2 separate regions of the Mus musculus genome follow, and region 1 is linked to region 2. Evidence: chromatin contacts called from public HiChIP or PLAC-seq data. All regions are on one chromosome and are shown on one strand. Each heading gives the region's core, a stretch centred on a gene start, on an enhancer-like site or on the middle of the called end of the contact. The rest is flanking DNA. Distances are from core to core; before and after follow the strand shown. Region 1 overlaps Sardh (sarcosine dehydrogenase). Region 2 overlaps Adamtsl2 (ADAMTS-like 2).

The links. HiChIP or PLAC-seq counts read pairs in DNA pulled down with a chosen protein or histone mark.
Region 1: a contact with region 2 is called in an H3K27ac HiChIP or PLAC-seq map of heart atrium, with 8 read pairs. The contact joins two enhancer-like sites. A contact is called at or near these places in 3 of 39 promoter capture datasets (cranial neural crest, embryonic stem cells and maxillary cranial neural crest), 3 of 484 Hi-C or Micro-C datasets (bone marrow-derived macrophages, cardiomyocytes and liver), 7 of 115 datasets of contacts at active chromatin or transcription factors (the 230-238 cell line, CD8 T cells, T-cell acute lymphoblastic leukemia and 4 more) and 3 of 9 other capture datasets (adipose tissue, liver and pancreatic islet).

Annotation. Positions count from the first base shown.
Region 1 is chr2:27,202,375-27,209,277 of GRCm38.p6, reverse strand. All of the region lies in intron 17 of Sardh (sarcosine dehydrogenase), which reads left to right. Among named protein-coding and RNA genes, the nearest start is that of Dbh, 40 kb to the right of the region's middle. Within about 2 kb of position 2,672, at least 57 of the 459 cell types and tissues checked have an H3K27ac peak or open chromatin away from gene starts, as enhancers often do. A contact at or near this core is called in VIP interneurons, adipose tissue and heart atrium, where this site is marked.
Region 2 is chr2:27,092,075-27,099,560 of GRCm38.p6, reverse strand. Adamtsl2 (ADAMTS-like 2) reads right to left here. Exons shown (of 19, transcript NM_029981.2): 10 at 5,671-6,028; 11 at 3,789-4,158; 12 at 858-955. Among named protein-coding and RNA genes, the nearest start is that of Gm36882, 7.0 kb to the left of the region's middle. Within about 2 kb of position 2,175, at least 122 of the 459 cell types and tissues checked have an H3K27ac peak or open chromatin away from gene starts, as enhancers often do. A contact at or near this core is called in VIP interneurons, adipose tissue and heart atrium, where this site is marked.

The DNA.
Region 1 (6,903 bases), core at 1,423-3,922, 110 kb before region 2:
GCTCACAGTATAGGCCTGCCATCCCAGCTGTGCAGACACCAAGGCAGAAGAACTGAACGTTCAAGATCAGCCTGGTCAACTTAGTAAGAGCCTGCCTCAAAATAACAAGTAAACAGAGAGCTGTGCTGTAGCTCAGTGGTAGAGTGCTTGTCTGGCGTGTGTGAAAGCCCAGGTTCAACTCCAGCGTTATAAAAAACAAGCAGGAGGAAGAAAGAAAGAAAGAAAGAAAGAAAGAAAGAAAGAAAGAAAGAAAGAAAGAAAGAAAGGAGAAAGAAAGGAAAGAAAGAAAGAAAGAAAGGAAAGAGAGAGAGAGAAAGAGAGAGAGAGAGAAAAAGAAAGAAAGAAAGAGCCACAAACACCAGCATTCTGTTTCCAACCATAGCTGTGCAGCAAAGGCTGGGTACCCAGTCCAACTCAGACCTCACTTCCGTAGCACATCCTTGGGACACAACCTTGACCTCACTCGGCCTTGCTTCTTTCAGCTCTGGAATAGGGTTGTGGTCCAGAGCCCATGGCATGATTACATAAAGATGGCCTTCTCCATGTGGCAAAGACACACTGACCAGCACAGGTCACCAAACGCTTGGCTGTGTTGTAAAATATGAGAAAACTCAAGAAAGCTCAGCCATCCATCCCTAGAGGCTGGTGTGTCTACTTCATGACAACATCTGCCTGTTTGTAACTGTGCCAGGCCTGTTCTCTGCACAATGGCCGTGGTCCTCACATCGCTCTGTTCTCTAGTTGTGCTTGTTCTTTGCCCACTCCCCTGCCTTAGTGGTAACCACGTTCAAACATCATGGGGTCCATGTCTTCTCTTGGAAGCAGCCTAGCGGCAGATGTCTTTGTACACGGTGCTATGAGTTTTCTGTCCAGAGAAAGGAACTGGTAAGTGAACCCACTGAGTCAGACAGCCTGCCCTACCCGCTTATTCTTGGCCACACCCCTTTCCAGTGCTGTCCTACATCTGGCAGGAGAGGAGAAGACTGTGCTCTCAAGACCAGGGTTCTTGTCTTGGGGAGACTGATTGTGCAGTGAGCTGGGAAGCCCAGAATCCTGCAGATCCCTGAGGATTACATGCCTAGGAGAACATGGTACATGAGAGAGCATCCAACATGGGACGACTCTGGGTCCTATTTCAACCAGCTGGTCACACAGTGGGGCTATCAGATGGATGGGCCCATGTCTTTGAGGCCAGACATTGGCAATGCCTCGTCAAAGCTGGCTCCCTGGCAGTTTCTGCCAATGTACCTCCTGGTACCGTGTACATATGGCACCAGTGTGGACCATCAGAGTTCTAGTGTTTGGATCTGAACCCTTGGTGTATTCCTATTGTACAGCTGCCCCACCCCCCAGCAGCCCCTCCCCTGGCTCTAGAATGAATTCCAGATGTGTTGGCTAAAAGCACCTGTGGGACTGGGCCAGACCTAGTGATGAGAAGGAAGGTGCAGCCCGCTCTCTGTGAGTGCATCCCCACCCATAGGCTCAAGGGAGCTTGCAGCTGCAGCTCAGGGCAGTGGAGAATGGCTGCCACTGCCCAGGGGATGGACTGAGAGTCCCTGGAAGTGCTCACAGGGAGGATTGGGCCTTTGTTAAGTTTGACGTGGAGATGCCAGTGTCTTGTTGCCCAGCTGCCAGCAACCATGAGCCTGGGGGCCACTTCCCTGAGAAGATGAGCTAGTCTCATAATGTATGGTTCACTATAACACAAGAAAAGTCTGCCGTGGGGTAGATTTGAAACACCCAGAAACACTTGACGCCTGGTCCTGAGCACAGCTAGCTATTCTCGCTTATCCTGCTTCCTCAGAGATCATGGCCACACAGTTGGGAGGATCTCTGAGGACAGGGCTTGCCAGGTCATTGAACAGAGCTCCAGGGACATGCAGGCTAGAGTAGGAGTGGAGGCACAGGCTGCAGCTGAGGTTACGTAAGACTGTGCCCTGCCAGGGACTCCTGTCCCAGTGACCCCACCTTCTCCCAAGGGCCTGAAAGAGGGTTAGGCCAAAGAGAACAAGACTGTTCCGGTGGCGTCCATGCTATGGTTTGGGCTGACCTGGAAAGTTGTCTCTCAGTGTGGCTCAGGACACACACCTCAGTGGCTTAAGCCTCTCCATAACTTAGCCAACAATAAGTGACAGTTTAGCCTCTGGTGGCACTTCAAGCTGTAGAGGCTGGCTGGTCACTGCCCTGACCCCAGAGGTGGGGCACACAGGCAAGTGGGGGAGGGAACAGGGAGCTGGGCAACAGATATGAAAGGGTAGTATATACCAACACTTCTGCGCTACCCTGACCCTCAGAACAGGGAGGTAGATGTTGGCCTGTTGGCCTGGAGTCTTATGCCTGTCTTCTTGGGCCTCAGTTTCCTCGGCAACAGTACAAAGTCTAGACAATGTCAAAAGTGCTTTGTGGTGCGTCACATATATCTGCTCAAATACTGAATCCTCTTGGAATCCAGGGGAAATTTCATATTCTAAGTGATATCTTGTGCTGGCTTAAAACTGTGTTGACAAACTGTCCATCAGCATGTGGAGGCTCTGGGGCCAGAACATGGAGCCAGGCCACGTATTTATAGATCAGTTGGCGTCTAGCCCACCAGCTGCAGGAGAGGAATGTGTGTGTCTGCGTAGTCAGCAAATGCCAGGTCGAGCAGAGACGTGAGCAATGACTTTGGTGAGCGCCAAGTTCCGCAGACCCTGTCCTGTGGACCAAGGCCCAGGACCCTGCTGTGGCTGCCAGGTTCCACTCATGACAGGACCTGGTCAGAGATGCCCAGCCACACGCACTGACTTTTGCAATAGCACTTCTCTGAGATGCCTTTGCTTGGGCCAGACATCTACAGTCTTTGGATTCCTAGAGGAAGAAGAGGGCTGGGGAAAGTGAGTGTCCACTCAGCAGCCAACAGACCAGCTGCCTTTGCTCCTCACATAGTTGCCTCAAGGCCAGCGAGATTCCCCAGCGGGGAAGAGCTTTCCCGGCGAGTCTCCCAGAGCTCAGCTCAGCCAGTACTGGGTCAGACATGGTGTTCTCGGCACCTCCGGCACCTCCGCTGAGGACACCCTGCCCCCAAGTAGAGAACAGGCCCCTCTTAGCAAACCAGCAAGCTCCAGGCTGGGAGTCATCACAAGGCATAACAATAAAGCAATTTCCCTCTGAAAATTAATTTCAAATCAGGAGGAAATTGGATTTCTTTCCTGGCAGTGAAGAAGCCCTAGCTTGTCGCTGCTGTGGCTCCATTTGCCCAGGATAGAACAGGCTCACACCGCATGCATTTGATAAACCATGGAGTCCCAGCGAGAATGCATTCACGTAGAGTACAGCTGCCTAGAAACTTGGGCTGTGAGGCCAGCACAGATCTGCTCATCCCTTCCTTAGACAGCCATAGAATGTTCTGCTCTAATTCTGTGCCGCAGCCAAGAGAGATACGGCATCCGCAGTCTGGGCATGTGTTCCCTGCCACTATTCAAGCTGTCAGTGGAGGATAAAATGATTGCCAGAAAAATGTAGGAACACAGCGTGGCTGGAATGAGGTGGGGTCACCCTGTGTGACCTCAGTGTGTGATGACTTTAGAACTAATTTGGGAGTGGCGTACGTCTTTTCTCCCCAGGTTTCTGTGACCCACTGCTCTTGTCTGGATGCAGGCACATTTACCAGGTACTCGGATTTAAGGATCTCAGGTCAGAGCTGCTACAACAGGGGTTTCCTCAGAGGAATGACTGGTTCTCCTCAGGCCAGAGGGATGGACCCCAGGGCCAGCAACTGTGGGTGAGACGTCAGGCAGTGTGGGCTAAGTACTGTCTGCTTATGCCCATTTCTAGAAGATTGGATTATAATCATTATGGCCATCATCACCACCATATTATACCATCACATAACCGGTCCCACAAACATTGCCACCCAAACCATTACCACTGTCACTTTCTCATCACGGTGATTGACACCATCATCTCTACAGTCACCAATACCGCTTTTATCATTACCATAGCCACCATCAACACCATTATCCTTGTCACCATTACTACCACCACCAATGCCTTTGTCATTACTATTACCACATCTTTATCACAACCACTGCCACCACCGCCATTAGTGCTACTGACATCACTATCACCACCACCATTGCCGTTATCATTATTACCACCACCGCTGCCATCATCTCTAATACTATTCCCACCATCACCATCATCATCGTCACCCCTCCACCAATACCTCTATTACTGCCACCATCATCAGCCTTACTACCAACAGCATTATGATAGTGTTGATTATTATGATGGCCGTTGTCTTTCTCACCACCACAAGCACCATCACCATCACCACTACCAACGCCATTACCACCCCACACCCATCATCACCATGACCACCACCATCACCATGACCACCACCACCAGCACCATCCCTGTGAGCACACTGGTACCATCATCATGAGAATCACGACCATCCTTACCTCCCACCCTGCGAGCCTCCAAGCCAGACATGTGCACTGGGTCAAGTCCTGTCCCTGGCTAGTGTGCTTACACTTCGAGTATCTTGGCTGTCTCCTGAGGGATAGGATGAACTTTCCTCAGTTCTGCCACCAGCTTCCTTCCCCTCTCCTGTGAGTTTGGGCCTCTGGGAGGGTCCTTATTTATTTAAGAATGACTGAGTTCAGAGCATATACTTACTGTGCTGTGGGACAGTGTGACTGTAAAGGCCTAGGCAGGACGTGTCTTCTCGAGACCCCACTCTGGCACATGTTCAGGGAATTTCCCAGGAATGGCTTGGCCTTCCCTGTCCTGACACCACCAGGGTCTTCAAACTGCAGCTGAGGCTAGGCTGAGTGCAATTCTGAACCTCTCCATACATGGCGTGAAGTTCAGAAGTGTACCAGATGTGGGGTCGAATCCCCCAACCCTGTGAATGGAGTTCCAGATCCTTCTCTTACCAAAGATGTCAACACTCAAGAGTAGAGGTGTGTCTTTCCGAGCTGGCCTCAGATTTTGCATCTGGGACTATGAGGACGGATCCTGTTCTGCTACCAAAGTCTTTGCGTCTGCTTTGGTGCTTATCCAGCTTATAGAACCAGGGTTATCAGTAGGCTATCTGCTCAGTCATGAGTCACCTGAGAGCAGCCTGCTGGCTAACGTTTACACCAGGAGGATTGGTACAGGTTATAGGACATTTCTCCCTCCCAGCACCTCACAGACACATGCCTCCATGTGACTTTGAACAAGTGGGTTCCTCCCTTGCCCGTATTTCAGGGTGATTGTGACATGTAGGAACCCTGGGAGGCAAAGGCTGTTTCTCTGCAGTTTTGCTGGCAGAAGCTGAGACTCAAAGGCCAGGTCTCAAAGGGGAGAACCATGAAGACTAATTCAAAGCATTGTCTGTGCCATCCTACGATTTTGGCCCTATGGTATCTGTGCTGGTAGGGTGGCTGACTCTTCATCTATCCTATGTCAGCTGACTTCCAAGAGGGCCGGACAGTGTCTCTGAACTGCAAAGGTTAGAATCCTGGGACTATGTTTTTGACCCAATGGGATGTTTGAAGGCAGGTGATCATCGTGGAATGGGGACTCAGAGCCTTGCTCTGCCCTGGGTTTGACATTTGTGTCCAATTCAGTGATACTGTCTACGATAAAGCAGATATGGCCAAACCTCCACTGTGAAAATCCCTGGGCTGGTGGTCTGGAAGCTTTGCTAGTAAATTCTGGGCTCTCGCCTTGCTGGGCTGAGCTGAGTCTGTCGACCACTGGGGGGCTGTTAGGCGTCCAGCAAGGACATGGTGCTGGATGGCAGATAAGATGAAGTCTCTTTTACCCATTCTAATGAGCAACTGTTACCACTTGGATGGTCACAGGGAATGGACAGAACTCTCCTCTCAGGACATCCAGGACCTTCCAGGAGAAGAGGATCCTGGGTGCTTTGTCCTAGCTGGGGCGAGAGAGCATCACCTCCGACCGAGTTATGACAGCTGCTCCTTCATTTGCAGTGCTTAGTCTGTACACTGCTACCAGGTGGCTAACTCTAGAGCACCATCCCTGCATGGGGACAGGAATTCTTTGCAGCCTCACCCTCATGGGTCTAATTCAAAGTGCCCATTTCCCAGCAGGAGGCAGAGCTGGCCTTGGACAGGATGTTTTGCCTGGACACCTTAGGCTGGCCTGCCTGGCCATCAGAGTCTGGGCTCTCTCTATTTCTGTTCAGCAGTGCATCCTCCCAAAATAACCCAAGTCCTGAACCTGTGCTCAGCTTGGTGAGTGTTCAGTCACTTAGGAGTGGGCTTCTGGGTGACAGGCATGCTAGGGATATTCCTTGGGGTCTAATTAAAGATGCTGTGCTTTGAGGTGATCTGGTGAGACTGGTGGTCCCTCAGGACAGCCCTCCCTTGCCATTCACTCCCCAGGGCTGTGCCCTTCTCAACATTTCCTAGGCAGGGATTTGGGTTTCTGATCATGCAGTTTTCTTTCACTGTCTTCAGTCCTAGAGAATCCCCCACCACTGTCCTTAATTAATTTTAAGAACTATATAGAACACACGAAATTGACATATTAATGAGGCTCCATATAATGGTGGAGTTCTTTGGTGGTGGGGTACTGTGTAGCAGAGAGGTACCATGTGGTGGTTTATACTGCATGGTAGTGAGGTTCCGTGTGGTAGTGGGGTACCATGTAGTGGCGGGGTACTGTGTGGTGATGTGGTACCCCTTGTGGTGAGGGGTGCTGCTATGATAGAGTACTGGGGTGCTGGGGTTCTGTGAGGTGGTTTAAGACCACGGTAAGTTCTGTGGCAGAGTGCCATGTGATGGCGAGGCACCATTGCTTATTGTGATGCGTGGACACAAGGTTTACATCAGACTACCCTCTTCTGTTCCCTCTATTTTTCTTGTGTGTGTATTGTATGTGACTGTCCATACATGTGTGTGTGTG
Region 2 (7,486 bases), core at 926-3,425:
TCATTCATCAAGCACCTTGCCACCAGGGCTACCTCAACCTGGAGACATCTCAAGTGTTGTCACCTCTCCAGCCTCCAGAAAGTTCTCATAGTCACAGCACATGGTAGGTCCCACAGCCAGGATGGCTAGAAGGACCATGGGCTAGCATGCCCATACACAGTTTCAACAGGTTTCAAGAGCAGAGGCCACACAGCTGCTAAAATGTTTGGTCCTGACAAGCCATCCCTGTGAAAGACGGGTCTCAGGGTTCATCTGTCTGCTGGAGCCAGTGGACTGGCTGCTCCTGGGCTAGGACCAGCTTCAGCCTTACCTCAGAATCCCACAGCAGGGCTGCAGAAATGGCATTCACTGGACGAATTTGGACCAGGCAGATGGTGCCTTTCCATTTATCCCACAAGAACCTTTGCCATGGTACAATGTAGTCGTGGGCAGAGGTCAGTAGCAATTTCCCGAGAGACTGGGGTATGATATGGGGTATGGTGTTTGTTTGCTTCCAATTTGTTAGGAACAGGGCAGCGTTGTGTGTTTTCAGTCAGGGCCAGTATGCAGTATGAGCAAAACCGCAGAGTGAAGATGCCCATCTCTACTCTGAAAAGCCCCTCTCCTGAGGTGTCAGAGAATAATTAGGGCTAACCAGTGAGGCCTGGACCTGATTGTCACCTAACAGGTCATGAGATCAAGGATGCTTTTGTGATCTCTCCCCGACTCCTGCCATCCCACCCTACCTCCCAGATCAAGCTAGGCAAGCTCTTTGGGGGTGGCTTGGGACTTCACATGAATGCGGGAGTCTCCAGCTAAGCCCGATCACCATAAAGGCAGGCTCAGAGGAGGTGTCCCCGTGGTCCCAGCCTCAGTACCTGTGGTGCATGTGGCACTGCAGGGCTCATGGGATGAGAGCTTCCACCGGTACATGTCAGCTGGGCTCACACCTTGCTTGCGTGCCTTGGGTCTGGTCCTGAAACACGGTCAAACAGAGCGTGGTGAGAAAGCTGGGTGCTTATAGGCTTAGTCTGCCTCTAAGACACACTCCCCTTAAAGACACATTTTCCTGGGCTCCAGCAAGTACCCTCCATGTAAACCAGGGCTCCACCCTTTGGAACAGAAAAGGAGACATACATGTTGGCCATGAGCAGACGTGGGTACTTCTCATTTCAGGTACTAGAGACTCTGCATTGAGGCACCCTGTTCTTTCAGAGGAACGCTGAGCAATGGGGAACTCACCAGTGTTCTAACTGCTCTTTCAACATCCACCAGCTTCTCACTCCGTCTTCTCGCACACGCTAGCAGATTCCTTCTTCCCACCCCAGAAGGAATCTCAGAAAGCCCTTAGGGCCTGAGCGCTTCCAGAATTTTCCCCAGCTGCCTCCCTCAGTTGGGTTTCTGATGAATGGGGACACCAGCCACTCAGCTTCCAAATTTCAAACTCACAAAGCCCAGCTGCAGGAGGGAGAGTGGCCTCGTCCCCACACTGCATTGCAGCTCAGGTCCACGATGGCTGCACAGGCCAGCTGACGGGAAGAGGCACGCTGGGGGCTGGCCAGCTAACAGCTCTGGTTCTTGGCCAGAAGCCAAGTATTGTTAGGACTGTTAGCTTCTTTGAACCAGCCTCAACACCCTCTGTGCAGGCTATGCGGGACTCTGCAGGGGGAGGAAGCCGCTGCTGCACTGTTATCTCCACCCAGGTTATCTGCTTCAAGACCTGGCCACTCAAATAAGAACACAGTCTCTGAGTCTCATAACCCCTGGGAGCCAAGAAGAGCAGTTGAGGAGGCAGCCCATCACTATCACCATCACCATCACCATCACCACAGCTCCCTTGGGCTGCATAGCCCAGCTCTTCTTTCTTTGGAACTAAAAGGGGCTACCTAAGGGCGGTGCAGTACCACCTTTCACAGGACTTAAATGGACCAGACTCTTTCCTGGGGACCACAGTCACTCGAGAACTGTGGATGTTATAGGCCATTACATTCTAAAAGCCATTCAGTGTGAATCTATGGTAGAGACATCTGTAAGGACTGTTAGTCAAGTGGGTAAGAATTGCGCCTGCATTTGGCTCAGATTGGCTCTTGTCTCCCGAGAGAGTGCTCTGGAGACGAACACTACCCTGCTGTCCTGATAGCACGTCACGCTCTGAGAACCCAGGAAATGATCTACCCACAGGAGCCTCAGTCATGAGTTTACTGATGTGACTCCATGAATTCTCAAGGGGAGGGTGGGGGCAGGAAAGGAGGGAGGCTAGGGCCTGGGCCACCTCTCCTGGGCCTCAAACTGGTCCTTAAGCCAGGCTCTGTGCAGGGAAAGCTCTGCCTTCTTCTCTGCTTATAAACAAAGCTTCAACACTGAGGGGAGGGGAAGGGCGTCTCAAAGCAAAAGATCCTAGCCCTGAGCTCCCAGTGGGACCCACTCACAGCACCAACTGAGGGTGGGCCAAACCCCTCAGGGGGAGAAAACTGGGGAGAAGAGTTTATCCTTTAAGGCTCGACCCAGATAACACTGGAGCTGCCTGGGCCCCTGACACTGCCTTGAGCAGCCTTAAATTCCTCCCAAAAAAACAAAAAGAGAGAAGATGTGCTTGGTGTGGAAGCCTCCATCTTTATATAATTACACACTTCTCAGCCACAGCCTGCATGACTCATCCCTGACTCAAGAGCTAGCCGCCAGGTTCAAAATAACCCTTTGGATTTTAAGCTCTAAAGGTATTTCTGGAGGGGCTGTCTACACCCACTCTCCGGCACGTGTGGGGTGCTGGGTGCTGCTTAGATCACAGTGCGTACCTATCAGGTTTTCTTGCTGGAAGGTGCACCAAAAGTGCCACACCCTGGAAACCATCACCACCCCAATATGGAAGAGCCCTTTCCTCAGCGGTGATGGTTTCTGAGACACCGGTGGCCACTTTTCTGGGTTCTTGCCCAGTGCCTGGCGGGACACAGGCTCCTGAAATCCCCAGAGAGCAGAGCTCTGAAATGACTGTTTGTTTATAAATGAACCAGAAATTCTCTTCCTACCACCCTCCAGGCTTCAGAGTGTGCCTTTGCATCCCAGACGCCTGATCCCAAAGTGTCTGGTGACAGCCCCTCCCGGGATTGTTTGAAGCCTCTCTAGAAGATGAAAATAGCCCTTCCTTTCTAGGCTGTCCCTTTGATTTCACCGGCTCCCGGAGCAGACTTGACTTCCTATGTTTGGACAACACTCGGAGATGTGGCTATTTCGGCTTGGTAGTTTCCCCCATGGCCTCCCTCAGCCCATTATCTCCCCAGACCATCTTTGGTCCCCACCAGCAGCATCCTTTGATGGCAGTCGGTTGGGCATCTCACTGAGCTGCACTTTTCTGAGTGCTGACAACCTGTTTTAATGACTTGACTCTAGGAATCCAGTCTGTCCCACAGGGCTAAGGGGGCAAGGGAAAGAACAGATGGACGCTTTGGAATGTGGCTTAGGGATTCTGGACTATGTGGCTGCTAGTCCCTTCTCAGCTCCTTCCCAAGAGCCTAACACTCATGGTAGTTGTGAGCACTCCCTGCTCTATGCATAAAAAACGTTGAGTCCATCCCAGCATCAGAAGTCTGTTAGCAACATGGTTCCCATTTAGGACATTTAGATCTGGGGACATTTGGACTGTCAACCTTTTAGAAAGATACGTAACAATCCAGACTCACAACCTCATGTCAGATTCACTTACCCGTGCTTTCCCACTTATCTCCAGGCTCCTGGCCCTTCTAGCTAGATCCCTCTACAATGACTCCTACTCCATAGGGCAGTAAGATAGGGCAAGGAGAAGTGCCTCTTACCTTGCCTTGTGAGTCCTGTTCCCAGCCAAGTTGGGGGGGCTGGCACTGGTGTTGGGGAATGGGGCCTCAGAGGAGGTGTTGATCCTGTCACTGCTCAGCTCCAGGTAAGACCCATTGATCAAGTAGGCAGCAGGCCCCTCATTCTCCTCATAATCCACATAGAGGCTCTCAGCTGGGGAGCTTCTGGGAGCACCCTGGGCAAAGATGCTATTCATGGTCTCATTGAGTGAGAACTCTTCTGATTCAGAGCCTGTGCCCAAGAGCTGGTCGGAGATGGTGTTGGCTGAGAGAAGCTCGTGGGAGGTGAAATGGGCACTGATCTCCCGGTCATCCTTGTCCGCGGAGAAAGCTCTCCCAGTGGCATTGTGGTCTGCAGAGAGACAGGTGTTTCAACAGCCATGCTGCTCTTGTGTTGATTGTCCCTCCTACTCCCACACATTCCTGTGTGTGACAGGTGAGTTACATGAACAGGATGAATTCATGGGGCAGGGAAAAAGCAGGAGTCCCCAGATTCTTCTCCATAAGACACCAATATCATCGAATGATAGGAAACCCAATGATCACTGCAGACGGTTTGGCAGTGTCCCCAAAGCCCAGGCTCGGCTGGAAGTTCTGCATCAGATCTGGTTTGGAAAGAGGATCTTTATAGGCTCATGAAATAATATAACCTGGATTTAGGTTGAATCTTAAATGACTGGTGCGTGGCTAGGAAGAGAGAACACAGACACGTAAACCTCAAAAAGTCCAGCACAGGAAAGAAGTATGTGTGAGGCAACACACCCAGGACCCCCAGCAACATCCATTAGGCCCAGTGCTACCCAAGTGAGCCACAGGGTAGAAGAGCTGGCAGATCACTTCCTCTCTCTAAGCCCATCTCTTCCATCAGACTCAGACAGCCATATATGGTTCACCCTCAGCAAATGTGGGGTCTGCATCCTAAGAATCAGAGGGTGAAGGGTCCAAATATTTTGAAAAAGAATTTCATGCTGTCTGGGTCTGGTGGCGTACAGCTTTAATCCTAGCACTGGGAAGGCAAAGGCAGAGACAGATGGATGTCTTATGAATTTGAGACCAGTCTGGTTTACACAGCAAGTTCTAGTCTCACAGAAGGAGGAGAAGGAAGGGGAAGAGGAGGAGAAGAAAGAGAAGAAGGAGGAGGAGGAGGAGGAGGAGGAGGAGGAAGACTTATATCTATATTAAGCAGATTTTGACAGTTAATATTGATTGTCAACTTAACAGGCTCTAGAGTCACCAAGGCGACAAGCTTTCTACACTTGTCTATGAGGAGTTATCTAGATTAGGTCAATTGAGACAGTGAACACCAGCTTCCTTTCTCTCCCTCTGCTTCCTGACTGCAGGTGCAACGTGACCCACTGCCTTAAGCTCCTGCCGCCATGATGGAAAGTATCTCCTGGGATTGGGAGCCAAAATAAAACCTCCCCTCCTTCCTGGGGTTGCTTAGTCGGCATTTTGTCAAATCAACGAGAGAAGTATCTAACCCACTGATATACCAGTTCCATCCTGTGTCACCTTGCATTGACTTAAAGTCAATTGCTACCCACAGTACACACACACTGCATCTAGTACTGGGGTCAGCTCTGATGATCAATGCAGGTTCTCTGCAAACACAGCACAGTATACAGGGATTTGAGTAGCTAAGAAGCTGAGAATTTGGGTGTTCAAGAGCACCCTATAGCCAATCTGCAGAACTATGGCTGTATAGCTCTGACTTCACACTCTGCCTGCCCAGAGAGATGTGCAAGCAACTGAAATTCTCCTTAGCCTCTTCTGCAGACTTCAAAGAAGACCAACACTTCTCACTTGAGGCCTCTGCCCCTGCGGAGCCCAGGCCTTTCCCATACCCACTCTTCCTCTTTCTCACCTTGGAAACCCTTGCCCCTGGGAGGTCCCTCACAGACCCCACCGCTGGCTTGCTTGCACACCTCGTTGGACTCCTGGCCTCTGCTTGGACCTAGCTCCACCTCAGGGGCTGGAGGCTGAAACAGCTGGCTGTTCAGGCCCAGCCTCTCTGAGGAGGTCTGGCGGTAGAGTGAGCCATTGTGCTGCATGAAGCCCAGCAGCCTGGCACTGTCCAGCTCCTGCCGCTCGGTGCTCTCTGTGCTCTGGGAGGCTGCCTCAGAGAAGCTGTAATAGACAGGCGGCAGGTGGTGCATGTGAGGTGACTGCAGCAAGGTGTACTCGAAGGTGATAGAGGGGCTTTTGCCGTTCTGGTTCCACACCTGGGAAAGGAGAAGAAGTGAGACCCGGCTCCTGTCCTCTCTCCTTCTTAACACCCAAAAACCCTTGAGACCAAACAGCCCTGGGTACATTTCCCAAGGAATCACACCTGATCCAAGAATGTGGCCTCATGCAAATGTCCTAGGACGGCTGTGCCTTGAGACTGTGAGTGAGGCACACCAAAATGGGGAGAGGGGTAGGTCACTTTGAGAGCAGAAAATGGGGGACACACTGCATGTCACTGCCATCATGGGCCAGACATCCTAATAGCACTGGTCTCATTTTATCTACCCAGGACTTCAAGGGCCTCCAATGAGGGATCAAAATTCAGACCATGCCCCTGTCCAGGACAGCATTGAAGGGTCACCTGGTCATGAAGCTACTAGGAGATAATCAAGGCCTTTACAGAGACCACAAGTGACCTCTCCCCTAGACAGACTTCAGTGCCTTTGTTCAAAGTCACTTCCCTAAGATCTGGAAGCTGACAGTAGTGGATTTGGTGCAGGACTAACTACTCATGGGGCCATAGAGCTGCCTAGCTAGAGCACAGAGCGCAACAAGGCCCTGGAGGGTGGCAATGAACAACCCACAGAAATCTAAACAAAGCCAAGACAAGCCATAGCAGGATACCAGATAGAGAATGAGTACCATCCAGATGACATCTCAAGGGTGTCTAAGGACAGGATCAGGGACTATGGAAGGCACTTCACTGGAGCAAGATGACAAAGAGAGCCGACACCATTTCAGGCTAAGCAAATGACTGCAGGTGTGGTCAAGAAACTCTGATGCTTAAAGCTTCAGGACAGAGAAGGCAGAAGAGAAGAATGAGCCTGGGTCAGCTTCTCACCCTGCTAGGTCTGCTCCACCAGACAGAGTTAGGCTGCAGCAGTGGGACCCACTTCACAGAGAGATTTGGGTCGAGATAATTGGAAATGGTGAAATCTCAACAGCTAATGAAGCCTTAGGAGAGATGCACATAGACAGCTTCCCTTCCTAAACGTGCCCTTCCTCTGGGCCTTGCCTAGTCTCTCCTGACCACCAGACCAATATATCTGGTAAGGTTATGTCCTTTAGCCACCAGGGAAATCCTAGAGAATAGACAGTTGTTCCTGGGCCTTCAGGAGAATTGCAGCCCACCAGGAGCACCCTTACACTCTGGAACAACATGCTGGCCTGCTAACAGGGAGGGTAGAGCGAATGAGGCTCACACTGAGTGCAAATGCAAGAGGGGTAATTCAAGAGCAGGCAACTCACTGGTGACCACTTCTACCAGGAAGCCCCAGAACATTCTGCTCACAGGTGGGTGGCTGAGCAACACTGATGACATTTAGAAAGACAGTGTGGGACACCCTCCCATGGCAGGGCTGGTGGTAAGGGGTGATGGCAAGTTCTGGACTCCCCGGCAGCTGTAGATATGAGCAGGCCCTAGATTGATAAAGGTGAGCAACAGAAAACAGTAA